2 separate regions of the Mus musculus genome follow, and region 2 is linked to region 1. A link is a contact called in public Hi-C data. All regions are on one chromosome and are shown on one strand. The core of a region is the stretch at or near the end of the contact, and the rest is flanking DNA. Distances in the headings are between cores, read along the strand shown. Region 1 has its middle 88 kb from the start of Gm34297. Region 2 holds the start of Gm34346 (a long non-coding RNA gene).

Region 1 (7,424 bases), core at 1,759-4,258:
TGATACTTTGACTTCTAAAGGAACTGCAAGGACAAAAATGGAGAATAGACTGAAGGAAAGGTGGTTCAGTGACTGCCCCAACTTGGGATCCATCTTATGAGAGGGCACTAAGGTCTGACACTATTACTGATGCTATGACACCAGAGCCAGGCATGGCTGTACTCTGAGAGTTCTTACCAGCAGCTGACTGAGACAGAAGCAGATACTTAAACCCAACCATTGAACTGAAGTCCCGGACCCCTATGGTTAAATTAGGGGAAGGATCGAAGAAACTGAAGGGGAGAACAACTTCATAGGAAGGCCAGCAGTCTCAACTTACCCAGATCCCAGGGAACTTTCAGAGACTGAGCCACCAACCAGGAGTATACATGAACCAGTCCAAGGACCCTGGCACAAATATAGCAAAGGGCTGCCTGGACAGGCCTTAGTGGGATAAATTGTGTTTAATCTTCAAGAGACTTAAGGCCCCAGGGAAGGAGGAGGCCTGGGGGGAGTACCCTTTTGTAGGCAAGGGGCAGGAGGAATGGGATGAGGAACTGTGGAGAGGGAACAAAGAAGGGACCAATGACTGGAATGTAATAGAATAAAATTATAATAATTGAGAAATACCAATCACATTGTGTTAAACAACAGAAATTTATATTCTCCTATCTCTGGAAGCTTGAGTGTAAGTTCAAGATTGAGGTGCCAACCCAGTGAGTCTTCTCTGAGGGCTCTCTTATTGATCTAAAGATAGTGGTCTACTTGATGCCTCTTCACCTGCTACCTGCATTTATATCTCTGGTATGTTCAAATTTCTCCCTCTAATAACGACACCTTGCTTTATTTTATTCTATGCTACCTTTTTAAATCATGTATCTCCCACTAAGGTCACATTTCAACAATAGGAGTGAGGGTTTCTTGAATGTCCCTCACATCACCAAAGGATTTTACCCCTGTAAGCTGAGTTGACAGTTCTGCTGTGCCAAGGAATGAATTGTAGGCATGATTTTTGGATACAGATTTCCTGCTATGGTCAAAGCTATTTGACTTGAGTGATTGTCATCATTCTCAGCCCACAGGGATCAGGTTGCATTCATTTAAGAAATGGTGTGTATATTAAGATGGTCTATCCATGAAGTCATTCATCAACTGTTTCAATGAACAATGGTTCTGCTTGGAGGGTGGCACAGACGTTAGGTGAGGGTAAGATTCTGGTTCATTGGCTGTGATGATTTTGAAAAGCATTCATCTCAGAATAAGAATAACTTATAAAGTCCTCTTCTTCAAAGTTGATACAATAATTATAAATATCAAGCAAAGCCTTCAGCCTTATTACCATGAGCTCGAATGTCCAAAAACTGTTCTTATTTTGTGTTTGTACCACAGTAAGAGACAAGATTTTAAGCTCTACTAAAAACAAAACAAATAAACAAAAATACTTTATCTATTTATGTTCATTAAAAATTAATAGTGATATATTATTTTAAAATATCATACAGTTAATATGTCTGGAGTTATTTAATATTTATATTGAGAAAAATGTATGTATTTTCAGTGCTGCTGTAGACAAATATCTACATAAGACTGTTCAATTGATTGTTGTTTTATATCAAACAACTTTTATAATACTCATTTTTTATTGTTACAATAGTCTTTACATTTTAAAGAATATGATAAAAAATGAAAGATACTGCAAGTTTTGAAAGGGGGGCTCTCTGGGAGGAGTTGAGGTACAAAAGAAAAAGAAGAATGTGACATGTCTATTTGCTCAAAATATGTTATTAAATGTTAACAGATTTATATAAAAAGTTAAATTACATTTTTAAAAAAAGAGAGAGAAAAGGAGTGAGGGTTTCATCACATAAACTGGGATGGGATTTGGGAACCACAATTCAGCTGTCAATACTAACTTAGTGCTATGTTAACACAAGGCAACCTTAACTATGTGCTGCAGATGCTACGTTGGAAAGGTAGCTGCAGGGACACAAAGTATACCCCTTTGTACATGAGCTAGATAGGACGGGGGATAGAATTTAAGGAAAGATAGAGTAGCATCAACAATGACTATTGGAAGAAAGTGTCACAAAGAAATAGCACACCCTCTCTGTCTTAAACAGTATTGTAAACACACAAAAATAATGGAGTTTCAACTGTGGGTTGTTTTCCATCTTGGCTCTTTCTCAAGTAAAGATGGATTTACTAGAAGCAAATGGAACTCGACTTCAAGATCCCTCAGGATCTTTCCAGGGCAGTTGATCTCAATTTATATCCATAACTTTGCCTCCATTGTAGAGAGGGAGAGGGCTTTGGACCCCACAAAGCCTGGTTCTGTTTCTTGACTGGAAGTATTTTTAGACATTTTTTTGGAAGGATAGTTTGAAGTATTTCTTGAACTAAAAACTTAGAGTTGAGTATTAACTCATAAGAAGTAACAGTTGGTAAGCTTGATAAGGTAAGATTCAGAAAGATATCGAGGAAAACTACTAAAACCTGCATTCTGGCCAACGTGCACCTTTGACTGACTTCCAAACCTCAAGTGCTCAGAAATATCCTGGTCATATATTTGTCTCTCTGACTTTCTCTCTCTGTCTGAACCCCTCCCACCCCCATACACACACATACAATTATTGATGCAACTACTATGCAACTCATTTAAAAGTGATCTCTGTGTGTTTGATGATTGCAGTTGAAAATATTCCTTGACCATAGTTAGCTTCCTTTCATGGGAACCACTGTCTCTCACTCCTTCTGTATACTTACCATAAACCCTTCACTGTAAATTCCCTTAGGGGACACATATCAAAGGCAAGTAGTGTGGTATTTGGGGGGAGGGTCAAGTATGGCTAAAAATTATTCGTCTTTCTCTGTTTTTTTTTTTTAAATGTTTTTAAAGCAAACATTTTATTTTATTTATTTATTTTGGGAATTTTTTTTTTTTACAGTCCAGTCTTCATTCCCCTCCTGTTCCACCCTTGACTGCTCCCCATTTCATGCCTCCTCCCACTGTCTCTAAGAGGATACCCTGGGGCCTCAAGTCTCTCAAGAGTTAGGTGCATCTTATCTCACTGAGGCCAGACCAGGCAGTCCTCTGTAAAGCAAACATTTTTTTTTCCTTTTTTTTCCTTTTAATATTTTTATTAGGTATTTTCCTCATTTACATTCCCAATGCTATCCCAAAAGTCCCCCATACCCTCCCCCACACACACACTCCCCTACCCACCCACTCCCACTTTTTGGCCCTGGCGTTCCCCTGTACTGGGGTATATAAAGTTTAAAGCAAACATTTTAAATAATGCAAAAACCACTACTGCAAAGTGGACCTTGCCAGGACTTTTCCCAGATAAGAATCAGTTTTGTGATTTTCCCTTTAAGACTTTCAGTGTTTCCTATTGAGTTTCACCTGGAGACCCTCCATAAAACAGCCCTGACAGTGCCGATATAAAGGTGGCTCCTAGTTGAAAACCATCCGAAGCGAGAGAGAGATGAAACTGGTGATGCAGGACAGTTCAATTTGCCTAACAAAGCAAAATTCCCGAACCGAGTTACTCTTGCAGCACTGTAATCAGCCATGTTTCTTAAAATGCCTGGGTTATATCGAGCCCCACTCACACTATGGTAATTATCAGCTGCCACCAGACAGACGTGCTGCATTCCCTTAGACTTTTTTTTTTCCTTCTTCTTCTTCTTCAAAATGTCAGCTTGTAATCTGAAGGAAAATTACAAACCCTTCTTTTTAAGGGATGTTTAAAATAAACTCACAAAGGCACCGAGTCTGTTACAATTACTGTCCTGTTTTCAGGCAGCAATGCCCCAGCTGGTGTTTTATCTCTGCAGCTTTCGAAAGTTTAGCCACGGTGGAAGGAGCAATAGTCTCTTAGATAACAGCAAGCCAGGCCAGGCTGGCAGGAGGTGCTTAGTTCTCTTTGAGAAGCTTTCAGATTCTATTCCATATAAACACAAACCATCCCTGAACAACATCATGATGGGTACCGCCGGACTAAAATGTCAGTGCTTCAAACATCCAGCATCAGTCAACTTTTGCAGGGTACCAATAATAATGCACAGGTTTACTTGTTTTTATTTAATAGCTACATAAAGCCTGCATTGAGTAGAGTGTTTTATGTTAATGACAACATTCCCAATTAGATGGACAATATAGATCATCTTGACAGGCCATCATTCTTGGTTTTAACAACCGCATTTTATACCATGCACCATAGAGCTGTATCTTCCCACTTGTAAAAAGAAAATGAAGTACCTACCAGTCAAAGACATAATGGGCAGAAGTCTACTGAGAGAATATGTTAGCATGACAAAATCCACGGGAGTTAAAAGCACCCAAGGTTTACGAGAAGATTCTGCCAGGGATGCTAAAAAGCCTTTTCAATGATACAGTTGAATCACCGAGAAGTGGGCAGATTTCCAGTCTGGACATTTGAAGGTACACAATAGTATCAGAATGGTCCACTGAAGATTTGGACACCTAGCATGCTGCTGTGATTATGAGTCAACTATGAGCAGCAAGGGTATTTGTGGTCTGACCTGTAGCATCAGTTTCTGCATGTGAAGTTCCAGGGGTTCTCCTCCAACCTCAACTTTCTATATCAGGTTCCATAAAAGGTAAAGAAAAACTGGATTGTTTTTCATGAATTCAATGAAATTCGGCTGGAGTTTCCAGACCAGCTTTATCCTATCCTTATGACTAGATAGCCCCAGTCAGTGTTCCATTTACACACCTAAAAGAAGAGTGTGCAAGGCGGGATTTGAACACTGGCTGCACCTCTTCACTGACTGTGTGACCATGGGCAACGGTACTTAATGTCTAAAACTTTATTACATTCTTAATGAAGCCAGACTTACATTCTCTATTTTATAAAGCTAAGATAATGAATATAGATATTTCTAATCCATAGTGTTCAATGCCTGCAACAGAGTGTGTGCACAATAATAATATTTAGTAGGTGTATGGACCATATACATGAACAGGTATGTAAATAAACCATGGGGTTTCACCCACATATAATCCGTGTTCTTCTGACCTTGTGTTGGCCTTCACTTCCAGGCAAATGTTGGATTCTCCTTTGAGAAGCGTCCTCGTGCCCTCAACTGTTCCTCACTCATCCCGTGAGCATTCTTCCTCTGGACGCATTCTTAGGTCTGTCTTCTAAATGTCCTTTCAATAGACTCCAAGTCTGAGACAAATTGGGAATTAGTGGTTTTCATGTCATTTCATCAAAGTTAAGAAGTTACCTGAATATGTTAAACCCGTTCCATAACCAGATAAGCAATCCAGAACATGGATGTAACATTGTACATTTTAATTATCCTCTTTCCCTAAACTTCACAGCAGCTTAAGGTGAGTGTACCATCTAGTTTAATGAGTCAACCCAAAGTCTAGCACTGCACAGGCAATATGAACAAAGTGGAATACAATTAGGTCATTGTCTATAACAAATAGAAGCGACCTTTATTTCAGTATAGCTCTGATTACTTCTACCCAAACTGTCTCGTGTGTTCACCATTCAAATTATTTAATCTAGCCAAACAATAAAATCGAGCTACTATACAAGGTACTCACATATCACGAACAAACATTTTAGTGTGAGTCCCTAAGAACTCTTCTCGTCCCCTTGCTTCAGCACAAATTATTTCATTATCTTGATTTTAAATTTCTTTACTTACCCAATTTCTGTGGAGCAGATTATCCTCAGTGCCAACTTACAACTTCCTTAAAATTGTCCTTACAGTGAATACCAATGATGCTCCACAGCCAAGCGAACAACCCTTAAACGCTGTGCACGTCACCCTTCCCTGGGAACTTGAAATGAACGCCTGTGAGAATTCCCATCTTCTGTGGCTGCATTAACTCTGCTCATGAAGGTTTTATTGGGTTTGTTGTTGTTGTTTTGTTTTTTGGGTTTTTGTTTTTGTTTTGTTTTGTTTTGTTTGTTTTTTTTGTTTTTTTTTTTTGGTTTTTTTTTTTTTTTTTTGTTTTTTTTTTTTTTTTGTTTTTTTTTTTTTTTGTCCTCATTCCTCCCATTTCAAAACGTAAAGGATTTTCAGAACACAGCTCTGGTCCTTCTCCCACAGCTCTTCAAAGATGGTTTTTGCAACTTCTGGTCCCTGGAAATGTAACTGAGTTTACATGACTTCCAAACATGTAGCAGAAGTCACCCGCTGTAACCACTATCCTATCCAAGAGCCTCCACCAGGAAAGCTCTGCACCTGTCCACCTATAAGTCTAAGTGCTTTTGAATCTGTCTCTAAAGAGATGTTCTCCTGTTTTCCCAATGTCCCAGCATCTTTGGTCCAGGTCCTGAGCTCAAAGCTTATTTGACCCATTTGAAAGTAGTTACTCTACTCAGTTTTAGCCAATGACATTTCTAAGTTCTGTCTTGGGTCTCCATCCCTAATGGGGAATAAGATAATGTGAATCTGTCACTATTCATTCTAACTCTTCTGGCTAATTAACCTTAGAATAACCATCAGCAGCTTATGTATGCTCACTCTCATCCCCGTCTCTCAAATGGGCTTGCTGAGAAACCCATGTCTAACTATTCAATAGGTAATAGTTACCAAATACTTCAGTTTGATAAAGGCTAAGCTACATTTGAAACGTATCAACACACTTAATCTCTCTAAATCTCACATAGGTGTGATTTTTTTTTACTGTTGTTTGCATGATTCTATTGATCCATAGTTTAGTTCCCAATCAGAATATAAACTCTGTGCCAGATGCGAATGTCAGGCATTCGGTCATTTACTGATCAAATGAGTTTATAAATACACAAAGGCTTCTCTTAATCAGCATTGAGGTGTATTCTATTATATACTGGATCTGCATATGCCTATTTTAGATTTGGGGAACAACTACAAACAGATTCTATCAGGACAACATTTACTCTCACAGTAGCTCACTGTGGAGCCCCGGCTGGCCTTAAATTGATGATATGCCTGACTCATCCCAACATGTTCTGAGATTACAAGCAAGATGATTTCTCCTCCTGCTAAAGACACAAACTAAGATAGCTCAAGATAAATAATTTACCAGATCCTTTTGACTAAGCAAGATTTCCTCCCCTCCCCACCTCTCTTGCTCTTCTCATTTAAATCCCACTCCTTTGGTCCAAACCTGAATCAGTAAGTGGTTGGGTTCCTCAGAGGAGGTGAGATAGAATTTGTCAGCTAACTTTTTTTTACAGCATAGTGTCTTTGCAACAGAGCAAAATAGAACCCATAAATGCAAAGTGAGTCAGACAGAGATCCTGTTTCCAGTAGATTTATGCATAAGTAAAGATGATAAAGGCTATGCCTAAGTGACTGCACTTGCAATAGAAAAGATATAGGTAGCATAAGAAGTGTACAGATAGGCTAGGATGAAAACTAAGGATAGGGAAATATTAAATTTGATTGAGAGGAATCCAAAATACATGATGACTTAC
Region 2 (7,424 bases), core at 2,955-5,454, 260 kb after region 1:
TGTTTTTTGGGTTTTTTTTTTTTTGTTGTTTTGGTGGGTTTTTTGTTTTTTGTTTTTTGTGGTTTTTTTGTTTGTTTGTTTGTTTTGGTTTTTTGGTTTTTTAGTTTTTTGTGGTTTTTTTTGTTTTGTTTTTTGTTTTTTTTGTTTTTTTTTGTTTTTTTTTTGTTTTTTTTGTTTTTTTTTTTGTTTTTTTTTTTTTTTTTTTTTTTTTTTTTGAGACAGGGTTTCTCTGTATAGCCTGGCTGTCCTGGAACTCACTTTGTAGACCAGGCTGGCCTTGAACTCAGAAATCCACCTGCCTCTGCCTCCCGAGTGATGGGATTAAAGGTGTGCACCACTACGCCTGGCAACAATAGTGGTTTTTAATGTTTTATCTGAATATATCCATGTTTCAAAGATAAAAATCTAGGCATGGAAAAACTCTTCAGTGACAAATTTTGGCAGTTTTGTTGTTATTGTGTGTTTGTTATTGTTCTGTTTTATTTGGAGACTCAAGAAGTTTTGTTGTTTTGCTTTGTTTGTTTTTTGTTCGTTTGTTTGTTTATTTTGTCTCTTTCTTTTTTGGTGCTGGAAATGGAACACAAGGCATTGCACACACTAAGCAAGAGTTCTACCACTAGGTTGCATCCCCAGCTCTTTAAAATAAAACTAGAAAAAACTTTCTTGAGGCAGATTCTCTTATATTTTTAGTTGTGAACCTAGCCTTTAATGGCTGAGCCATCTCTCCAGCCCGAAGCAGATTGTCAATATACAGCCAGATTATCCTTATACCCAAGGTCTTTCTGCCTCAGCCTCCTGAATGCCAAAATTAGACATGTACCACTGAGCTCTTGTTTTAACTTCAAAACACTAAGTAAATTCTCAAAACTTATAATCAAAACATCTGAATCATAAATCCATTAAACATTTTGGATATAATAAAATAGTAAATTTTCAATTCTAAATGTTATTTTTCAGCATAAAATAAAATGTCATTTTAAAACTAAAATTCATTTTAATTACTCTTAAAATTACATTCATATTAGACAACCACATATTTAGTTTTTACTTATATATTTACCACATGCTATCATATTTAATGTTGAAAATAAGATTTTACTAACAGCTGGACTTTTATTATTTTAAAGTTGAAACCACCTTTAAAAATCATTTGATGTAAGCCTTAACATCCAGCATAGAGTCACTAAATTTTAATTTCAGAAGTGACCTCTATGGAGCATAAGGGTCACTGTTTTCAAGATGTTTTGCTATTTAAATACATGCTTCATGTTGCGTTAGTTTAATACATAGAAGAAATAATGTTTACAGGCAATTAGGATTATAAAACTCCTGGTTAATATTAAGTAGGTTTTAGAAGGATCTTCAAACCTCACCTACCCTGTGTGATATACTCTATGTCAAGCCGCGGAAGGATTGTAGGGATTAAACTAGTGTCCTTTACCCGGAAAAACAAGGCAGACACAGGGTCAAGTACATCTCTGAGAAAGGGCTCATCTCCTTCCTAACCCTTGAAACACTCTGACAAGCAATGCTGTGGAATGTACTGAGGGAGACCGTCTCCTATCCTTCCGCACCACTTTATTCTCTAAACTTTGTGCAAAGAGTTGAATTGAAAGTTTATCAGATCACAAAACGACACCTTTCAATGTAAAAACTATATCATATTCTATAGCATTATTATAATTTTGGGTTATAAATTATTTAGACAGAACTGTTAAGAGTACATTTGGAGGTTGTAGGATTTTTTTTAAAAAGACTATTTTGTAAATACACTGCACTGGGTGTGGGGAGGGGGAACTATTTCTTTAAATAATAAAGTGAGTGGCCAGAGATGTCTCAACAGGCAAAGATGCCACCAAACCTGACCAACTGACCATGATCTTCTGATGTCCATACATACACACATATACTGACTCTCTCTATCTCTCTCTGTGTCTGTTTGTCTGCCTGTCTGTTTCTCTCTCTCTCTTCTCTCTCTCTCTCTCTCTCTCTCTCTCTCTCTCTCTCTCTCTCTGTGTGTGTGTGTATCATTGCCAGGGTTCACTTTTTAAATTTTATTTCTTTTTCACATTTATTGGTGTGTGTGTGTGTGTGAGAGAGAGAGAGAGAGCATATGTTGTTATTTGTTTATTTGGGTTTTTTGTTTTTCATAGGGTCTTATCTTGTAGCTCAGGCTAGCCTGGAACTTTTTATGTAATCCTGGGTTGACCTCAAATTTGCAATCATCTTGCCTCTGCCTCCCCAGTTCTGGTTTACAGGGTGTTCCACTACGCCCAGTTGTTTGTCATCGTTACCATAGAAACTAGATGACTGGCGAGTTAAGTAGACACCTTCTCAGAGGTCCTCACCCTAATTTCCATACCCTGGCAGCATGACTTTTGTACATAACATGTATCTGCTGAGCATCAACAACTGCCTATGTGAAACCAGAGTTCAGATATGTGGTTAGACACTACCAGGAAAGAGAGAGAGAGAGAGAGAGAGAGAGAGAGAGAGAGAGAGAGCTTTCCATTTTTCAGCTTTAGTAAAAGAATGTATGTAGCTGGCAGAACAATGCTTTTTTTTTTTAAAAAAAAACAGGGTACAGCTGGGATGCTGACAATTACTGGAGAAAAATACTGTGATAACTCTTAAAATATATTATTTTTTTCCAAAACTATGTATTTTCTGATGTGAAGAGCTGAGCTGGGACCATATATGTCATAACTAAAAGTTACTTCCTAAAAAGAAAAAAAAAAAAAAAGAAAATCAAAGTGAAAAACTGCTTCCAACTTCCTCAAGTCCTTGTTCTACCAAGAAAAGCCAGCAGGACAATTGTGCCAGAAGAAAACAATGTTAAGAACTGGTCGATTAGAAGAGATAGATGAAAGAGTAAAAAACTTGGAGAAAATTTTTAAACATACATTTAGTGCCTTTGATGAAAGATCAGGGAATGAGAGGGGAGGGAAAGGGAGCAAAAAGGAGAGAAAACGGTGCTAAAGAGGTTGTGTTGGTTTAATCCTTTTGTTCTTCCCCTAAAAACACTTTTAAAAACAGAAAGAAAGAAAAGCTAAGCTATGGAAACTGTCTCCACCCAAAGTGACAGAATTGAAACTCACTGTCACCAGAGTAGCAGATTTGCTTCACCATTACATGCCCTGCCTAGCACTGGTGGACCCTGGCATCACCTGAGCCATTCCTTCACCTGCATCTAACTCCATAGTTGGCTTCCTGCATCTTTTACAACTGCAGAGTCCCAGGGGTGTAAGATCCTGGCACAACAGAAACAAGGAGAGATAATGGGGATTTGGCACCCACCGCTGAAGTAACAAATCCAGGTAAAGATCCTCCCTGGATGCTGATGTTTTAGGCTCAGAAACACTCCACAAAACACATTAACCTAAGATGAGAAAGTGTGGTCCCACAATGAAGAATCTTGAACTTCTCGCCTTGATGAAGTTAAATGTTCAGTCCCTCAACACAGGACCATAACCTGACATTCACCTGTGTGCTATTACTGCCCAAAACACTGAAAAGACTTTAACCTAAATCTAATTCTGAAGAAGCAATCAAACAAACAGAATTTAGGACTCTCTCTATGACAAGTGACCCGGACTTTTCAAAAACAGTATCCTTTTTCAAAATGGAAAATAGCTCTATTCAAAGAGATGGAAGATACTGTACTCAAATATCACACAGTATTCTAGATCAGTACCTTCAAAGTATAAAATAGCTAAAAATGATATTAGGTGCCAGTCCCACATTTTAAATATAGATAGCATATGAGATAACAGGTTTTTAAATTATTATTAGTTATCTTGTATATGAGATTTGTTTTGTAGGATAGTAGTCTAATTCTTAAAAGATGTAGGTTAAGTATGCTTGGGCATGACAGAATGCCTGTAAGTTACTTTCAAACAGGCCATTAAAAAAAAGTGTGTGTGTGTGTGTGTGTGTGTGTGTGTGTGTGTGTGTGCGCGCGTAAGATATAAATCAAATATGGCAAAATAACAATGGGTGGAATACATAAAAGAAATTTATGTGTTTTGGTATACTATTATACATTTTTAAAGTTTTAAAATGTTGAAAATAAAAAGTTGGGTGACAAAGAGCTGTTGGGAAGCTCTTGCCCTGTAAGTCAGAGATCTTGGACACTTTAACTGTTGCCTCTGCACTGAGCAAGACCTCTAGGCCTCAGAGCACAAAAAGGGTAACCTCACCAGCCTGCTCGACAAGAAATGTTCTGAAGATGAATAATGATATCATGGCTAGAGAGTGTTTGTGAACTACAAAAATCCTCCTGTGGTCTCAGCTGTAGGGCAGAGGCTAGGAAACTCTCTAGTCTCTAATTGCAATTCAACATCTCCTTTAACTACGAAGGTAGGCATGAGTTAGTACACCACGTATCTGGCGTACAAGAAGAGCTTAATAGTTCTGGCTCCGTTTTCTTAACTTGAACAAATGACTGTCACACAAAGCATGAGTCAGCAACAGAGCCATTGATACTCTCCTATCTTCTTTCCCTTCTCCATCTCAAAGACACGCCTACTCTGACCCAGTACTACAGGAGGATACTCTCTCACTGACTCATGCTTTCCATGGCCCTCACTTGTGCAACTTACAGAAACAAATGGTGATAACAAAGGGAACACAGAACGTTCCACCCTGAACTCTCAATCTCCACACCCCCGAAGCAGTTCACTAGGTGCCTCTCAACCTGATGGCATGACGAAAGCCCTGACACCCAACACAAGACTTTGCCTGCACCCTGGATTCTCCTTTTCTATTAGCTACCTCTGGTCATTTAGAAAGAAATGCTGCTGGCTTTTTAAAAATAGATAGAGAGAAGTTCTAATTATTTCTTGCCATGTCTACTATCACTACTCAAAATGCAAGCCATCTCCACCTCTTACCGAAGATCAATACAACATCCTTCCAGAAGGCTTTCCTGCCTCCTCTTTTCTTCCTACTTAATTAGATGCCCTCTACATATAATTATCCTTTTAAGAAATGCCACATTGTCCATTTCTCTATTTCATACCTTGATATGATTCCCATTTTCTTCAGAGTAAAAGTCAAAGTCCTACAAATGATCTTAAGAACATATATCTGTATACATGATAAATAGAAACCTAGACTTCCCCCTTCCCCCTGTGACCTCAATTCCTGTCTCTGCTTTGCATGCTGCCTCAGCCACACTCACTTCCTTATAGTCCCGTGAGCATGCAGACATGGTCTCACTTTAGGGCTTTAACGCTAGGGATTCCCACTGCTTTAAACTGCTTCCCTCAGATGGTGACACCCATCATCTCTTTATCTCTGACAATCCTTATGCCTGTTCTGGCAAGCCTTTTAAAAATAGTAACCAACTCACTATTCCTAATCCTTCTTATTCCTTTCTAGTTTCATCTATAATACGTATTGCCTTCCAAAACATAAGCAAGGTATATGTTGTCTGTCATCAGATGGTATTTGTGGGCCATATTATAGTTCACATGCTTCAAAGATGGTTTCTTTGTTTTTGTTATTTTGTTTTGAGACAGGGTAGCACTTGCCCATGCAAGACTCTATCTCACTGTGTAACAGGATGATCTTGAATTCCTGATCCTCAGCACTGCTACAATTATTGATTACCACCCTGTACCACCATAGCTGGTTTCTCTGACGTAGCTGGCTTCTCTGAAAGTTAATCGTATTAGTTTCCAAAGTGTATGCAGGAGCATATAAAAGATGTACAGTAACCCCATACGGTTGCACATAACTTTAATCCCAACACTGAAGAGGCTAAGGAAAGATTGTGAGCTTGAAGACAGCCTGAGGTACATAGCAAGTTCTTGTCTTAGCAGTGCAATGATGAAATACAGTATCTGAATCATGGTTACAGTATCTGAACCATCTGGAACATTGGGCCAAGTCGGCCAACATGTGTTCAGTATCTGAACTGTGTGGAATTCGGCGGTATGCATCAAACATTCATGCTGTGTAACCATCAGACCACCCCTCTCCAGAACATTTTTCCTTCTTGCAGAACTGAAACCATCGACATTAACGATTTCCTCATTCTCATGTCCTCACATTGCACAAGAACCTAGAACAGTTTCTACCACATGGATGCTTACCATGTTTTTTCTTGTTGTTGTTGACCAAATAAATCAAATACTTCACTCAGAACTTCGGATGCCATCTCTATGGGGAATGTTTCCAAATGTAGACCTCGAGCACAAGATCCTAGGTCAAATTCCTCCAGCTTTATCTGAATCATGCCCCCTTGTTGCCATCAGAAGCACCCTGTGTGAAGCACCTGTAACATTTGTGTTATTTGAAGTATTGGCTGCACCTCTTGAGCCTCTGTGGTCTCCATTGTCACAGACAGGTCATCTGAAACATAGCACACCTTTGCTAAGATTCCAGAAAATGAATACATGACAATAGCAGAATTATAAGTATTGGGCTTCCCCTTAACCCACACGTTTTGGCACTCACTCTGTTGTTCCAAGTCAGCCAACATGTGCTAAGGATGAGATTCTCTGAATAGAGAGAGAATAGATAGAAATGCATACAACTATTGCTTTAGTGTTATTAAAAGAAGATCAAAGCTTAGTAGTACATGTTAATAGCCTTAATATATTAATATTATATACATGCAAATATGTGTGAGTGTGTGTGTGTGTGTGTGTGTGTGTGTGAGTGTGAGTGTGTTGAGGCTCAGTGATGGAGAAGACCCTGGAAATAAGGAAGAGACGACTCAAAATACTCACTTTGAAAATTTAGTATAGAACGAGACCAAGCTGCTGGTGAGTTTGCTGCTTTTCTTGAGCGAAAGCTTGAGATGGAAAGCTTGGGCGACCACAATTGACACTCTCCCACCTCACCTAAAGTAGAAGGTCATGGTGTCTAGAGTCCATCCTGGGAAGCCTATTATTAGCAGTGAGGAAGCCAACTTTTTAGGAAGACATATGATTGTGTCAGTCAAATTTACTTGCGTGCAGCTGGTAGGAAAGGTTCCAGAATCTCTGGCAGACGTGTCTGTAAACCAAGAGGCAGGCTAATGCTGGGATCCGGAAACAAAGTTTCGAGCAGCAGTAAGGAAAAAAAAAAAAAAAAACCCTTCCTCTCTTCTGTAAGAGTAGAGGGGTGGCAGCTGCCATGGAGGGTGCCCCAGAGCCAACTGGGTAGGGACCCGGCAGAGACAAGCAACAGCTGCTACAGCATCATGGAAATGGCCTCAGCCAGCAAGTAGAAGGGTTTAGGGGTTTGCACTGGACAGTTTATAATTAGACCCTTGAAACTCTTCTCCTCCACCTCCCCCCACCCCCAACTGGTGCTACAGGATAATTCCAAGGAAAGAGAAGTACAATTAGACCAACTCAGTTGAATTATTTCTTCTCTGGATTTGTCAGCTACGAAGTAGGTCATAGAAGGCCTATATATGCCCTAACTCTTAC

Evidence for each region. A called contact is a pair of places that touch in the nucleus more often than the background predicts.
Region 2: a contact with region 1 is called in a Hi-C map of the G1E-ER4 cell line, with 2.0 times the contacts expected there. The contact joins two enhancer-like sites. A contact is called at or near these places in 1 of 484 Hi-C or Micro-C datasets (the G1E-ER4 cell line) and 1 of 115 datasets of contacts at active chromatin or transcription factors (microglia).

The regions. Positions count from the first base shown.
Region 1 is chr10:98,621,288-98,628,711 of GRCm38.p6, forward strand. No RefSeq gene overlaps it. Among named protein-coding and RNA genes, the nearest start is that of Gm34297, 88 kb to the left of the region's middle. Within about 2 kb of position 3,009, at least 26 of the 459 cell types and tissues checked have an H3K27ac peak or open chromatin away from gene starts, as enhancers often do. A contact at or near this core is called in the G1E-ER4 cell line, where this site is marked.
Region 2 is chr10:98,875,722-98,883,145 of GRCm38.p6, forward strand. It overlaps Gm34346 (a long non-coding RNA gene), which reads right to left and starts at 7,016. Exons shown (of 9, transcript XR_871991.2): 1 at 6,738-7,016; 2 at 6,099-6,357. Within about 2 kb of position 4,205, at least 49 of the 459 cell types and tissues checked have an H3K27ac peak or open chromatin away from gene starts, as enhancers often do. A contact at or near this core is called in the G1E-ER4 cell line, where this site is marked.